2 separate regions of the Zea mays genome follow, and region 1 is linked to region 2. A link is a contact called in public Hi-C data. All regions are on one chromosome and are shown on one strand. The core of a region is the stretch at or near the end of the contact, and the rest is flanking DNA. Distances in the headings are between cores, read along the strand shown. Region 1 holds the start of LOC100382247 (putative heavy metal transport/detoxification superfamily protein). Region 2 holds the start of LOC100285631 (ABC-2 type transporter family protein).

Evidence for each region. A called contact is a pair of places that touch in the nucleus more often than the background predicts.
Region 1: a contact with region 2 is called in a Hi-C map of ear, with 4 times the contacts expected there. The contact joins the promoter of LOC100382247 here to the promoter of LOC100285631 in region 2. A contact is called at or near these places in 9 of 25 Hi-C or Micro-C datasets (bundle sheath, ear, endosperm and 4 more).

The regions. Positions count from the first base shown.
Region 1 is chr8:11,308,421-11,311,593 of Zm-B73-REFERENCE-NAM-5.0, forward strand. It overlaps LOC100382247 (putative heavy metal transport/detoxification superfamily protein), which reads left to right and starts at 1,758. Exons shown (of 3, transcript NM_001175000.1): 1 at 1,758-1,837; 2 at 1,922-1,997; 3 at 2,459-3,173. The coding sequence starts at 1,799.
Region 2 is chr8:11,173,455-11,176,986 of Zm-B73-REFERENCE-NAM-5.0, forward strand. LOC100285631 (ABC-2 type transporter family protein) reads right to left here and starts at 1,252. Exons shown (of 12, transcript NM_001158522.2): 1 at 870-1,252; 2 at 411-601; 3 at 181-331; 4 at 1-95. The coding sequence starts at 1,091.

The sequences.
Region 1 (3,173 bases), core at 508-3,007, 140 kb after region 2:
GCGACCGCAGAGGCAAGTCAGATTGCCCGACTGCAGACGATCTTGAGTTGCACGTGTCGCATCTCCAGTTCTCCGAGCGCGAGCGAGCATTATCTGGCCCGTACGCTGTGACTGTTCGGACGTCACTGCGTGTCTGCTCACTTGGGACTGCATTCAGAGACACTACTGGTGGTGTGTGTTGTGTGGGCGATGCTGTGCTCTGTCTGTCCCTGTGGTACCTCGTGTCCGTCTGCGCGCGTGTGTTGTGTGTCTAGAGCAGTTGACTGCCTGACACTGTTTCGCTCCAGCGCTGTAGCAGATGCAGATGCAGCACCGCCCTTTGCTTGCTCGGTTGCTCCCCACGGGCCACGGGACACGGCTTGATGCGTTCTCTCTTCTTCTGCTACTAGCTAGTCGTCTCTCGTCACGGCTAAAAATGCATTTATTTGTCTCGCCTCTACGACGAGTACTCTGCACTGCACTCACAGAGCTTTTGGAGGTCATCGTCGCGTCGCTGTTCTTCCGCCTCCAGCCTTTTCAATTCCTTCCCATAACCGTGCTCGTCGAGTTACTTATATATTTTTGCGGGTGTAAAGTCTTACCCATAACCGTGCTTACGCGAGTAATTTTACCCGTCGAGTAACCCGTACCCGTTAAAAAATTATTAAATTCCAATATACCAATCACTCAAAATATTAAATAAACAAAGAGCTTTGGAGGTCCGAGTAAAATGCGTGGATGCTATATTTGGAGTCCTAAAAACGCATTCGTCTGGCCTCTACGAGGAGCACTGCACTGAGTGCACTCACAGAGAGCTTTTGGATGTCATCGTCGCGTCGCTGTTCTTCCACCTCCAGCCTTTTCAATTCCTTGGTCACTTACTCACTTCCCTTCTCCTCGCTGAAGCACCTGTCCCTCTCTCCCTCTGAGTGACCCTCTCTCTCTCGCACGGACTCCCCCATCACTCACCCTCACCTGCTCTCTCACTTGTCAGCTTTTCGGCCCCCCGCTCTCCACCAACCACGCGCTCATTCATATGAAAACGCTGCACCTGCTGCACCCAACAGGCCAAGGCCCAACCCCAACAAGACAACGAGGTGCAAGGCTTCGCCACTGCTCGCCTGCTCCCCTGCAACCCCCAGCCGACATGTGGGACCCGAGGTAGTAACTCCATTCGGATAGGGTTCATGCAGAAGTTGCATCGATGCATAGAGATTGCATCAGCACGTATTGGGAGCCATAAAACCCCGAAGAGAATTGTGGATAAACTACTAAGGAAAGTTTGGGAGCCAAAAAAACTAGAAAAGAATTCTAGGGGCTAAAAGTTTCTCTTATTATTTAAATTTAATAAAAAAAAGATTTTAGCATCTTCAATGTTCTCAGGTTTTATAGCTCCTAAGCGGTGCGGAAGGCGAGCAAGGGAAACCGGAGACGGAGGCCCAAGACAAGCCCAGGCGTGCGTGAGGGGTTGAGATATACTCCATATAGGAGAGAGAGAGAGCGCGCGCGCCAGCAGGGCACAGGTGATGCGTTGTAGTGTAGCGGAGCGGAGCAGAGCAGAGCAGGTGAGAGAGAGGAGGAGCGTCGCCGAGCCATTCTTAAATGTGAGCGGGCGGGGGTAAGTGAGGTGAGTAGAGTAGTAGTGGCTTGGCTTCACCTGCTACTGCAACGGAACAAGAACAGAACCACCATCACTCCTCCGCTCTTCACCATCAGCTGCCGCTTCCTCTCTTTTCTCCCCCCAGTAGCCAGCAGTCTCCGTCACTCTCTCACACACACAAAAGCAGCGACTTGCTCACAGTAGTGCTCCACGGACAGAATGACCAAAGACGACGAGTTCAAGCTGGTCAAGATCCAGGTTTCCCTCTCTCTCTTTCTCTGCCTCTCCTTCCCTCTCCCACGTTGCTTCTTTAGTAAGAGCTGACCCAACTGTTCCTCGCAGAACCATGTGCTCAAGGTGAACATACACTGCGACGGGTGCAAGCACAAGGTCAAGAAGCTCCTTCAGAAGATCGAAGGTACTTCTTCTTTCTTTCTTTCTTTCTTGACACTCACTTCACTGCCCATATCTTAGACTGGCTGCCCGGCCACCAAAAAGCACACCGCCCTGCTGTGTCTTGCTAACATGCGTTGCGTTGACACGACAAAGAGATCCCGGCTTCTCATGTAAAAAGAAAACAGAAGATAAAAAGAACCGGTAAAACTTCGTTTCATGATGCGAATTTTTAACTGTGCTATGGTAAAGAGGGCGGCCCAGACTTTCACCCCCTAGGGTGAGGTGAAATTTCCTGCCGTTCTTTCGGATGGATGGGCACAGCAGAGCCCCCCACTCACTGCACAAGCCCCCACATCTCGTGCTTGTGACATGCAGTCGCCAGTAGTACATGGTAATTACTAGTTACCGTGGCTCACGAGCAGCCTGTGATCTCCTCTCTCTCTCTCTCTGCTGCTGGCTGCTGCTGCATCTCATGGATGGCAGGCGTGTACTCGGTGGCCATTGATGTGGACAACCACAAGGTGTCGGTGACAGGCGACGTGGACTCGGAGACCTTGATCAGGAAGCTCACCAGGGGCGGCAAGCACGCGGAGCTGTGGTCGCAGCACAAGGGCGGCAGTGCCCAGCAGAAGCAGCAGGCCCAGCAGCAACAGCAGCAGAAGCAAGGTGGCAATCCGAGCAAGGATGGGCACAGCAAGAGCAGCAACAACAACGGCGGCCAGAAAAAGGACCAGGGGAAGCAAGGAGGAGGAGGAGGGGTTGGTGGGGGCCTCGTGCAGGGCCTCAAGGCGTTCAAGAACCAGCACGGCGGCAACAAGCAGCACCACCAGCTCCCTGAGCTCCTCAGCTCGGAGGACGATGACGGCATGTTCGACGACGATGACGGCGAGTTCGACGACGACTACGAGGAGGAGCTCCGGTTCCTCGGGGACAAGATGAGCCAGCTCGGGCTCCACGGCAACGGCAACGGCAACAACCAGCACCACCATCAGAACAAGAACGGGAACAACGTCGTCGCTGTCAACAGTAACCACAGCAATGGCAAGAAGGGTAACGGCGGCGCTGCAGCCAATCGCCACCAGAGCCAGAACCAGAAGAACGTGAATGTGGTCAACGTGGCAGCAGCGAATGGCAAGATGGGCGGCGGTGGAGGAGTCCAGAACCACAAGAACGCTAACGCGATCAACATGGCGGCGGC
Region 2 (3,532 bases), core at 2-2,501:
GCAATCAACTCACATGCAAGTGAGAGGCGCTTCTTCTCACCCCCACTTATTCCACGAACTTTTGCATCACCAACAATAGAATCAGCACAATTGACCTACTCAACGATCCAACCATTAAGACTGTCCTCCGAACCGTTCACTTCAATTTCTAGAAACAATAATCAAAATTCTAGCACTCACCAACCCCATACGTAACAAAAGATCATTGACATAGCTCTCCTTTCTCTCAGGAGCCCACAAGTCAGGAAGCTGGAGCTCAGCAGCAAGTGAGAGCGTCTCCCGCACAGTGAGCTGTGAGAAGAACAGGTCTTCCTGCCTGACAAAAGCAATCCTGCACAAGGAGATAGTCATTAGCTCCTTTCCGCAAACAAGAGCAGAAATAAGACCCCAGCTGCATGAACACAACTTACTTATATCCGCCCTTCGAGATAGGCCGACCATTGATATACAGAAACCCGGAAAGGTGCAAGGAAGACGATGCGGCGAGCTGCCCTGCTAGCACATTGAGCAAAGTTGTTTTGCCAGAGCCCGATGGCCCCATTAGTGCAAGCAGCCTCCCCGGTTTCGCCTCCCCTGACACATTTGACAACAGAAACCTTGCCTGGCAAAGTGACGATTTACAATTAGACAATATGTCATAAACATCTGTTAGCCCAATCTAGTTATATTATATCCGGAATATTCCGGATGTTTGTACTGGTACCATGGGTCAACGAGTCAACCGCGAACGAGCACATGTGGTGTGGGCCATGTGGCAAACGGAACGAGACGAGGACGGCAGAGGCGCAAATGGGCAATGCGAGGGTTTCGTGCGCGCGGCTGCGGCGAAATGGGAAGAGGTGGTGCCGTGGCGACGGTGTAGCACTCACCACTTCCCCGCGCTTGTTCTTCAATGCACAGGTGATGCGAGCCCACCGGATGGTCACGGGCGGCACACCACCACCACCTCCCTCGCCAGCCTCCGCGTCGGCCTCGTCGGTCTCCGTGTCCTCCGCCGGCGGAAGGAGGGCGGGACCGGGTCCCGCGATGGCGCGGACGAAGAACGCCGCGGCCAGCGCCGCCAGGAGCTGCCCCAGTCCCCTGACCTCCATCACACACGCTGACGCCAATGGCTATCCCCCTTCAATCTAGAAGTTTCCGGACGTCCGGGGAGGCGGCGGAGAACGAAGCGGAGTAGTGGCAAGCGGCAGCAGGGTTAGACGGGGGTTTAGCCTCTGCGCTTCTGCAAGGCGTGAGGAGAGCTGAGAGCAGTTCCGCCAGTTTGTGTGGTCGTGATGAGTTTGTTGCGGCATGACCCATGAGCCACGAGATGGGAGAGGAGGAGACGTATTGCCGGATGGATTGTTGAACTGGACCTTTTCTGCTGTGGGCCAGGACTGTACAACTAGTTTCGTTGCGCTGTTTGTGAGTTAGTGGGCCAGCGATTTGGGCTTTGATATCAACCCGTCGCTTCAGCTAGTAGCAAAACTACGGCCCGCGGGGGAGGCGTGGGTTTTCAAAAAGCAGTCGTGTTGTGTAGGGATGAAAACGGTCGGAAACGGTATTTATTCGGTAATCAGTTTTTTGGTCGTTTTTCTTTGATTGCGAATAAATAGGATATAGAATATACAATACAAATTTGTATTCTTGTTTTTAACATCCAGCTTGTTAAAAATCATAAAAGGTAAATCTCAAAATCATCCTATATTTTCTCAAATAATAGTTATAAACTTCGGTATAGATTCGGAAACAAATTCGGAAATTTTTTCAACGTTTTGTGTTGTAGGGAGCAAATAATACATAAAACAATTTATGTAATATTTTATTCATATTTGTACTAATGTGCTTGATAACATAAGAAAAGATCAACATCAAATTTTATACGTATCTATTTTAAAATATTAAATTTATTCTAACAGTTCGGATTACCACTTTCATCCCTAGTGTTGTGAGCTTAAAAAATCTATACTACTCTATTAAAACCCTGTTTAGGAGGACTTTATTTCAAGAATTGCAGTTTCGGTTTTTTAGCTTTACCATGAAATGGCTTCAACAAATTAGTAAGACATGATTCAAGAGTGTTCGGTTTGCACATAGACTCCAGCTTCTGTAATACAATTAATTTATGCGAGTTTCCTTAATTGCCCTTGATGATTGACGGGTGGAGAAAGAGACATGAATTAATAGATCATGTAACCAATGGCATGGTGGGTAATTTTGTGCAACTTCATGAGTAAGTATAAAAACAATGTTTTTGAAGCATCTTTTGAGGAGCTTCAAAAAATTCATAAAATCGGTCTCTAGTTTTAGTTTTTTTTAAACTAGAGCTCGTGAAGCTCGACCCATTTAGATAGAAGAAGCCAAAATAGATCTAAAATTCTTGAAGTGAAGCTCTCCCAAATAGGTCCTAAGAGTCTAGCGTCAGCGTCCACACCCTGCCCTGCCCCCGCCTGTCCATTTCGTTGCGCTGTTTGTGAGGTAGTGGGCCATCGATTTGGGCTTCGATATCAACCCGTGGCTTCAGCTCAGCTCGTAGCAAAGTACGGCCCATGGGGGAGGTGTGGGTTTCAAAAAAACAGACGTGTTGTGAACTTAAAAATCTATACTACTCTATTGAGAGTCTAGCGTCAGCGTCCATACCCAGCCCCACCCCCCGCCTGTGTCAGCCGCGTCCGCACGCCCCCACCTCCCACATCCACACTCTCGCCCACACACGCCCGTGGCTCTCACGACTAGAGTTGATGTGTCTCCTACTCTTCCCCTCCCCCCGCTCCTATGCCCCCTCTCCTACCCTCTCCCTCGCAGCATCCTCCGATGGATACCAAAGGCCACTATGCCTCCTGCCCCACCCTCGTCGGCGCTGCCCGGCATACCGCCCTCCCTATTAAGAGTGTAAAGTCAGCATCCACGACCCTACCTACGATGCTTGCCCGCCTTCGCCTCCGACACCCACTTACCTCGCTCGCCTTCACCTCTACATGACTCAGAGCGCACCCGTGAAAACATCCCGCTCGAGATGCGCCTGCGTCTGTCGTCGCCCGCGCTACTCTCCCCTCTACCGCCTCCACCGGATCTGGGAGCAGGACCGCTTCCGCCTCCATGGTTGATGCCTCGACTCGCTACCTCTCCCTCGCCCCCTTGCCTCTGTCACCTCCACCAGATCTAGGAGCAGTGCATCACGTGTGTAAGGAAAATGGACCCTGGGCCATTTGGCTCAATAGGTTTTGGTGTTTGATGATCAACATAACATGTTGACTAATGTGTTTGCTAGTGTTTATGTGTATAGTTCACAGGATGCGAAAAGCATTGGACTAAGACTGAGGATGCAACACCTCAAATGAAGACATAAAAAGAGCTTAAAAGCCCAAGACTCAAGACCAAAGGAGCCTAAGAACAAAATACAGAAGACCTAGAAGATGGGTTGTTAGTTAGCGCACCGATGGCACACAGTTGGCTCACCGGTGGCACACAGTTGGCTCACCGGTGGCACACAGTTGGCGCACAGGACAACCAATAGAGTTTCCATTTGCTCATGCCTGAGAGGAGGCACCAG